Linked DNA regions of Capsicum annuum: region 2 is linked to region 1. The links are chromatin contacts, called in public Hi-C maps. All regions are on one chromosome and are shown on one strand. Each heading gives the region's core, a stretch centred on a gene start, on an enhancer-like site or on the middle of the called end of the contact. The rest is flanking DNA. Distances are from core to core; before and after follow the strand shown. Region 1 holds the start of LOC107871158 (DNA replication complex GINS protein SLD5). Region 2 holds the start of LOC107871160 (ras-related protein RABA2b).

Region 1 (4,331 bases), core at 225-2,724:
TAGCTAATTCACATTTCAAGTAACCACAGTTAACCATTTTCAAGTCACATTTAAAATAACTACACTCAACCATTTTCACATCACAAATTCACATTCCAAGTCACTACACATAACAATTTTCAAATAATTAATTAACATTTCAAGTAACTATACTTAACCATTTTCAAGTCATTAGTTCACTATTTCAAGTGATTACACTTAACCATTTTCAAGTCACTTTTTCTTCAGCCTTGCAAATTCACAACCAACACCACAGTTAAAAATAAAATTATTGAACTTTAATTTCTTCTACAAGACAAACAATCCAACAAATTAAATCAAGCAAATAAGTAGAGGCTTCACATGTACCTATCCCACTATATAATCATCACAACCAACATCACAATTCAAAATTGAATTATTAAACTTTTGTATATACTATAAGTCAAACAATTCTAACAAATTTAATAAAATAAATAAGTAGAGGCATTGCATGTCCCTCTCGCACCATATAATCATCACAACCAACATCACATTTCAAAATAAAATTATTAAACTTTAATTTACAATATACGCCAAACAATTCATCAAATTTAATAAAGCAAATAAGTAGAGGAATCGCATGTACCTCTCATACCATATAATCATCTCAAAATCTATGATTTCAAAGCCTTCTACAACAAATAATCCAAACTTAACACTACATATAAAGACTTCACTACAAGAACATCTATGATTTCAAAGCCTTCTACAACAAATAATCCAAACTTAACACTACATATAAAGACTTCACTACAAGAACAGAGAAAGAGCCAAACGATCGCCGGAGAATAGCAAAGCAACCCTTTTTTTCCTAATTCGAATTCTGTCAAAAAGCAACATCAAATCACACTAAATGTAACCATGATTCAAACTTTTTTTGAGTTCTTGAACAGACCCAAATGGTAAAATCACACTTAAAATTACCAAGATTGAAACTTTTTGAGTTCTTGAACACATCCATAAGGGGAAATCACCTAAAAGTTGTCAAGATTGAAAATTTTTGAGTTGTTGAAACAGACCCAGATGGGAAAAACACACTAAAAGTTCCCAAGTTTCAAGCTTAAACTTTAGCTCCATTTCAACTCAAACAAACACAATGTGAGCAATTCAACAAGGATAGAACTAAAGGAAACAAACACAATGTGAGCAATTCAACAAGGATAGAACTAAAGGTAGTTTAACTCAAAAACACTATTGTGGACTAACCGCGAGATTTGTGTACTTTCGGTAGCCGCGGCTGGTGTTGCTACTGTCGGCGGCGGCGCGCTGATGCTGCTGCTGTCGGGCGGAGGCGCGCTGCTGCTGTCGGCGACGGCGACAGTTTAAATCGTAGAATACGCTTTGACAGTATAGTGAGAGGGAGAGTTTGCTACGGTTAAGAAAAGCGTGCACGAAAGATAATTTGGGGATAAGTTTTTAGTAACCTTTTATCCTTTGTTTGATTATAAAAGTGTGGAATAATTTATTTAATAGTTAGTGTGGAAATAAGTTAATCTTATCTTAGAGTGGTATAGTAATATTAAAATAATTTATATCGAGATAAAATATGTAAAATATTAAAAATATCCTCCTTATATATTATTTTTTTATATTCATATATATTTTCATAATTTTTAATATCATTTTCTTTACTACACGTTATTTTTTTGATAATATATTTTTCAATTATAAAATTACATAATAAATATAATTTTTATTTATGAATATATTATACATTGAATTTTTTTGTCTAATGCTTATGTTTATTTATAATTTAATTCCTCTTATAAAAATATTGACTCTACTACTTAATTACATATTTTTTAATTACACAATCTTTTGTCACTTAAAAATTTAAATTTTATATATTAATAAAACAAATAACTTTAATATTTTACAATATAAGAGTGATATGTGCTTAAATGAAGTGAAAAAAACAATAAAATCTCTTTTACTAAAATAAATTTAAGATGAAAGTTTTATTTTAAAAAATGCACGATTCAATTATGAGAATACACACAAAAATATTTAAGATAAATAAGGTGAAAATTTTATTTTTAAGAATGAATAAATAAAGTTGCAAGAAAAATACAAGATAAAAATAAAATAAGGTGAAAGATATTTTTGTAAACAAACAACTTATTCTTAGAAATTATACCATACATACTATTTTGAATATGACAAACCAAACACTCAATAACAAATAATCCCAGCATAATTAATCCCAGCATAATTTATCTCAACATAACTTATCTCATCATAACTAATCCCAGTATAACATGCCTTCAAACCAAACTACCCCAAGTGGTACTGCTATATCACTATTTAATTATTAAAATATTTTAAAAATTTTAATATATTATATTATACTTATAATGTAATATAAATTGGATAATTAGTGATTCAATGTATAATGTAAAAGAAATATTTATAATGTAAAAATTATTTATAATGTAATGTATAATAAATGATATAATTTAATACAATGTATATAAATTGAATAATTACTTAATTCATTGTAATATTAACACGAGCAAAAATTATAATAATATCAATGCATTTCAGATACTATAAATTTTTTTTTGGTTAATTAGCTTTTTCATAATGATGTCATCCAAACCACGAGGACACGAATCTAGATGCGGAAAAGTAAAGATAGAAGGATAGGATAACGATGATAGAAAGATAGACACAAAATTGATAATAAAAAGGCAATCAAAGGGTATTTAGAACCCTAAAACCTCTCTTAATGGATTACCAATTAGCACCTAACTCTTATGTGACCGCAAAGGGGATTAGATCTCCCTTACAACCAACGTTTCTAGTCAAGGTTCAACATCAACTTTTTTAAGCACTCAGTTCACTCCCATGGAGTTTTCATGAATACATTATGTAAAATTAATCATCAAAAACTAACTAAGAAAGAAACCCTAAGCTATCTATTTATAGTCCAAGACTAAAATATTATAATAAGGCCCCTAATGGCTCATGACCCAATAAACAAAATAGAGGCATCTGGGAGCTACTGCTTAAGGGTGACGGCTGAAGTGACTGACCATCACCCACTTGACTGGTTGTTGCTCTGGTTGTCAGCTTGAGGCATTGAAGTATTTCTCCATTCGCTTCCTTGGCGGTTCATGGCACGACTAGTTGGGCTCTTAATGGGTCTTCTAATGACCTTCTCCTTTAGTTCTTTGGGTCTTTTGTCTTTCCAAAGCATGTTCCGAGCTCCAAGCAATTAACCACACATGGAATTATAGATTTAGGAGCTTAAAAGGGGTCCTCCAAGTGTATTCTTGAGCTCTTTGGTGGATCATGGATCGGACCTCTTTGTATCGGCCTCAAAAGATGTGATCAAAAGCTTTAAGACCAGTCAGAATCGTATTATACTCCCCTTCTTTAAAAAGTTTCGACCTCGAATTCAAACCTTGCAAAACCAAAGGAAGAACAAACGAGCACAAACTCCTCATGGCATGGGGGTTAGAGTTAGCATAACAAATCACCTCAACTTGCCAAGGTTGCACATACTTGAAATATAACCTAGGATCCTTTATGTTAAGCATTGAAAACTTATTGAAAAATGCACAAAGAATTTGGTTATTGAAACCTTTAAGAGATAAGGAAACTACAAAGGTCCTAATGACATCAAATAATCCGAAAGGTAGAACTACCTTCATATTATGAGCCATAAAACACAACTACTTCTTTATCACTTCAAGATACCATACCAAGAGTGGTGTCTCAATTGGTTCTAAAATCCACAAGATCCATATAACATTGTCACTCAAAGAAGTGGATGAACCAATAATTCTCCTACCTCTACATAAAGCAAATTCAAAACTAGAATGGATGTCATTATAGGCAAAAAGGTAGTATAGAAAGGAATTAAGTATAAAAGCATCATCCAAGGTGCTATTATCTATAAGAATGTCATTTGGATCAAAGAGCTTAGCACATGATGTATTTATGGATGGGGTCGAGGCACTTAAGAATATATAACTTCTTCCTTTCAAGTCACTTCCCAAGGGAAGGAATTTCAATAATGGAGCTCCACATGAAACTTCAATCTGTCCAACCCTAAGAAGGTGACAAAAAGTCCTTAACATCCATGGGCTCTTCCACCAACAAATAATCAACTTGGTATCCACAAGTTGGGATTTATACAACTTAAGCATAAATGTGCCAAACATGTATGCACGTATATAAGCAACACCTAAAGAAGACAATGACACATTTGCCCTCGGGTTCTCAAGAATGATACCACCTTTGTGAAAGAGGTCATCATCTTTACATGTATATTGACGAAGGGTATCACACAAATGGAGTTCATT
Region 2 (4,627 bases), core at 320-2,819, 260 kb after region 1:
GCCATAACATGAAGACTACAAAGTGATTCATTTGACTCTATATAATATATTATCACTAAAAGTTCAAAAAAATTATTAGAAATCAAAAATTAAAAACACCAATAAAAAGAGGAAAAATAAAAGATAATATATTCACATTTTAATTAATTAAATAATGCAAAAAGGATGAGAAAAAATTAAGACAAAAGAGATTATATTAAGAGAGTGAAAGGAGATCTTGCCATACTTAATCAATTAATTAGACGATCTACTATTCAAAGATCAAGAAATAAAATAGAAAAGTAGAATTAGCTGAAGACATCTTTTTTTGTACTTGACTTTTTTGTATATGGTTTAATTATAAAGAATACTAATAAAACTAAATGATAAAAATACAACTATCTAATATTAGTTTCTTTTCATGTGAAATCAAATGTGTAGATGTAGAACTTTTTTCAACAAAAGAAAAATAACTTGTAAACTCATACACTTTTTGATCAATTAAATCTTTTTGAGAAAGATAATGATATATTTATTATCATTTTATCATGATCTCAAGAACTATCAAGTAAAAGAAAACTGAACGATATCTCCATAATTCAAATACAATTGCACGCACCAATCAATTAACCTGTAAAAGAAGTACAATACTAAAATCAGCGAGACAAAAAAAAAAGAAAAAAAGATCATAATTTAATACACTATAAATAATTGATATCTTATCTTTACTACATAAGCCAAAAATAAAGGAAAAAAATTCAAACACAATTCAATAACACAATATTTCAACTACAATCAACAAAATCAAACTGATAAGAAAAAGTTATAAATAAATAATAGCATCTAATAGCAAGAAAATTAATAAGATATTAAAATTGGTGGTAGCAAAATAAAGTACTTGTGTCATCCAAAAAATGACAAACAACAATCTTTAGTTAGGAGAGATTGTATATTCATCACATTGAGTAAGGATTAATTATGAGAATGAACTCTATGTTATTTGTTATAAATCTTTTTATGGTTAGAAGATAAAAAGGAGTATGTATTGTAACTGAAATTCCTTAAAATGGAGATTAATAGCATTAATGTGGAAAGAAACTAAATGTGACTATCTTTAATATTTTGTAATTTTTTTAAAGTATATTTTTCATCTTTTAAGGAAGAAAAATATCAAAAAAATGACAAAAAAAGATGAATAATATTCTTGATTTAGAGAGCGCCACATCACCGATCTAAAATTTTTTAGGTCTCCGTCCTATTTTATTTGTCTCAAATTGAGATGACACAATAATTAAAAAAAATAATAAATAACATGGCTAGTTTGCCAAAGTATTCCTATTAAATGATGTTTACTTTTTAATTTAAAGAAAAGGCAATTAATGCAAAGAGTAAAACATGGAAAGAAAAGTTTGTCTTATCTTGATAAGTAAAATGGGACATCAATTTAGCCTATTTGGGATGGGTAAAATAGGATGGAGGGAATATTTGCTTACCTTTTGTACAGTATGTTATAATTTAGTTGCGACCAAGCTGATCCGAACATTATTAATACTAAATATATATATATATATATATATATATAACTCCAAACATTTATAATTTGGTCATAGCCATTCAAATTCCTGTTTGTTCGGTTACTTTTGTGACTTCAAAAATTTCAAGACAAATTTGCAAAAACTTTTTAATCATGTTTAATTAACCAAAGCCAAGTGCCCTTTTCCATTTCTCAGATTTTAATTTGACCATTAATGGTAAGTTTTCTTCTTCTTTTTCTTTTTTAACTTTGTTTACTTATATAATAAATGATGATTATTTTGATTTAGATTTAATTTGGATCTTTTATTTTTTTTGGAATTTGTATAGGTCAATATTGATTAACATATAGAGGGAAGTGGAAATGGCATATAAGGTGGATCATGAATATGATTATTTATTCAAAATTGTTTTGATTGGAGATTCAGGTGTTGGAAAATCTAACATACTTTCTAGGTTTACTCGAAATGAATTTTGTTTGGAATCTAAATCCACCATTGGTGTTGAATTTGCTACAAGGACCCTTCAGGTAACTATTTGCATTTTATTTATATTTTTCATTCAATATTCGATATTGATATCTATTAATTTGGGGTACGGCTAATTTGGACTCGCGTTGAAAAATCTCACGTCTAAATATGAAGTGTTTTTTTTTTTACCAAAAGAGAATACATACTCAAGACTTCACATCAAGACATCTGGTTAGATAGTTTCCCTTAAGACTCAATTTACATCGAGGTGTTTGGATGAAAAAATGATTTTTTTTATAAATTTATGGTATAAAACAAGTCAGATATTTTGTGACAATAAACTATATTATTAATGGTAAAAGGAGAAATTTAAATGTAGTTATTTTTAAGCAAAATTATGACATTCTTTTTAAGCCGAATAGAAGAAAAGTACAGACAGATCGCAAAAACAAAAAGTCGTGTCCTCTTTGCAATGATGTGACACAGTAGCAAATATTGTTACATTTCTTTTTCATTTGCCTTGTAATTAGTACCTTCATTTAGATATTGGATTTAAAATTTGAAGTTTATGGATTTCGAATCAATGGTGTTCAACATGTTGTAGCAGAGTAACTTACCATTTGTTTTAAGATCCCAATAAACACTGATTATAAAAGGTTATCTATAATTGCCATTTAAGCCACCTAATTGTGTCAATTGAGAAGTTACACTTTGTTGATATACTTTACCTTGATCAATTTCTACTCTTTTTTGTGTTTGCGTCTTTATATTTTGACTTTCTATAGTGAAAATTCTGACTACGACACTGATTTGTATGTCTGTATATGCATTGGTTGTGTGGTGTAGGTAGAGGGAAAGATAGTGAAGGCACAAATGTGGGGTTATACTTTGTTGATATACTAAATCTTGATCAATTTCTTGGCTTTTTTTTTGTGTTTACGTCAACTTTCTATAGTGAAAATTCTGACTCCGACACTACTGTATATGCATTGGTTGTGTGGTGTAGGTAGAAGGCAAAACAGTGAAGGCACAAATATGGGACACTGCTGGTCAAGAAAGGTATAGAGCAATAACAAGTGCTTATTACAGAGGAGCTGTTGGTGCACTTTTAGTGTATGACATAACAAAAAGGCAAACATTTGAGAATGTGATGCGTTGGCTCCGCGAGCTGAGGGACCATGCAGACTCGAATATTGTCATAATGTTGGCTGGAAACAAGTCAGATTTGAACCATCTCAGATCAGTCCCCGATCAGGATGCTCGGGGACTGGCTGAGAAAGAAGGGCTCTCATTCCTCGAGACATCTGCTCTCGAGGCCTATAACGTTGAGAAGGCATTCCAGACAGTGTTATTGGACATTCATCAAATCACAAGCAGGAAAGCTTTGGCTGCTCAGGAAGCAGCAGCTATTCCTGGACAAGGCACTTCTATTGATGTTGGAGAGTATTCTGGTAACAATAACAAGAGACCATGTTGTTCTAATTAAGTAAAAGAGGAGGGGGTATCAGTTTTTTTGTTGTATGAGTTTACTGGAAAATGACCCTATATAGATATTGTAGATTACTTATAAAATGTTGTAATCTATTAGTACAAGTGAGGATGAGGGTTGAACATGTACTTATACTTTTCTTGGCTTTTCAATACTTTGATGAAAGAAATATGATTTTGCATAGTGTGGAATTACTTACATGTAGTTTTTCGTCGAGGTTGAGTTGGTGTTTAGTGTACTGCTTGTGTAGTCTATGCTTTGCAAGTGTACATAAGACATAAAGATCGAAAGAATGCATACTGGGGCAAGGAGAAGGAAGGACGCTTTCAGAGGCGAAAGGGGATCATTCAAATATCTGATCTTTATTGCATTTAAAATGATAAGTCTCTAATACAAGACACAATTTCTATATTTCAATTTAATGGCAAAATATGGACTTATTTGTAGGATTCAAGTCGTATTCCATCAGTATCCCCAGTAGGACCCCGGAAAAAATAGGGGTAGCTAAACCAGCTCTGCGTGATCAACTCATTTCTTCATCAATGACCTCTAACTTGGGCACACAGGAGAGAAAATAGTCTTCGAGCATACGAGGTCAAAGAGGTCGCGATGAACGTATCACAAAGGAAAACTTCCTGTCAAGCGAATGTGATCCAATGTACTTCGTAAACCATACTTATTCACGGCTGCATAAGCAGCTCTAAATCCTCCACCATATGCTGGAGAAGCATCATGGGCAATCTGGTGCATGAAAAACTCACCCAGCTTACTCTCCACTCGAGATTTTCCGCCTTTCTTGGACGATGACCATGTAGACGAGGACGAAGCAGTTGATGTGGATGGCATATTTCTAGATCCAGGCATTACCTCTGATTCAAGCCACATATGGGAAAGCACTTGGCAGATTCCTTCCTCTACCTCAGGGCTGAGATTACGGTATCCTGCAAATCGCAAAAGTATGATCTTAAGAGAAAGTAGTAGTATCAACTATCAAGAACGACAAAGTTCTGATGAAACATCCAGCTATCTTTCTTCTCTTGAAGATTGTTCATGTTCTTAAAGTTCGCTCCAGACTGACAAAGTCGAAAGAAAGTATCGAATTTTACCTTTTAGACGTAACCAAGCATGCATCAGTTCATGAGCTAGAATGGCACCA

The links. A called contact is a pair of places that touch in the nucleus more often than the background predicts.
Region 2: a contact with region 1 is called in a Hi-C map of bud, with 3 times the contacts expected there. The contact joins the promoter of LOC107871160 here to the promoter of LOC107871158 in region 1. A contact is called at or near these places in 3 of 5 Hi-C or Micro-C datasets (bud, leaf and placenta).

What each region holds. Positions count from the first base shown.
Region 1 is chr5:209,146,489-209,150,819 of UCD10Xv1.1, forward strand. LOC107871158 (DNA replication complex GINS protein SLD5) reads right to left here and starts at 1,475. Exons shown (of 7, transcript XM_016717975.2): 1 at 1,228-1,475.
Region 2 is chr5:209,411,346-209,415,972 of UCD10Xv1.1, forward strand. LOC107871160 (ras-related protein RABA2b) reads left to right here and starts at 1,570. Exons shown (of 3, transcript XM_016717980.2): 1 at 1,570-1,730; 2 at 1,843-2,041; 3 at 2,989-3,652. The coding sequence starts at 1,877. The coding sequence ends at 3,468. LOC107871159 (protein DA1-related 2) reads right to left here. Exons shown (of 12, transcript XM_016717979.2): 11 at 4,578-4,627; 12 at 3,815-4,412. The coding sequence ends at 4,090.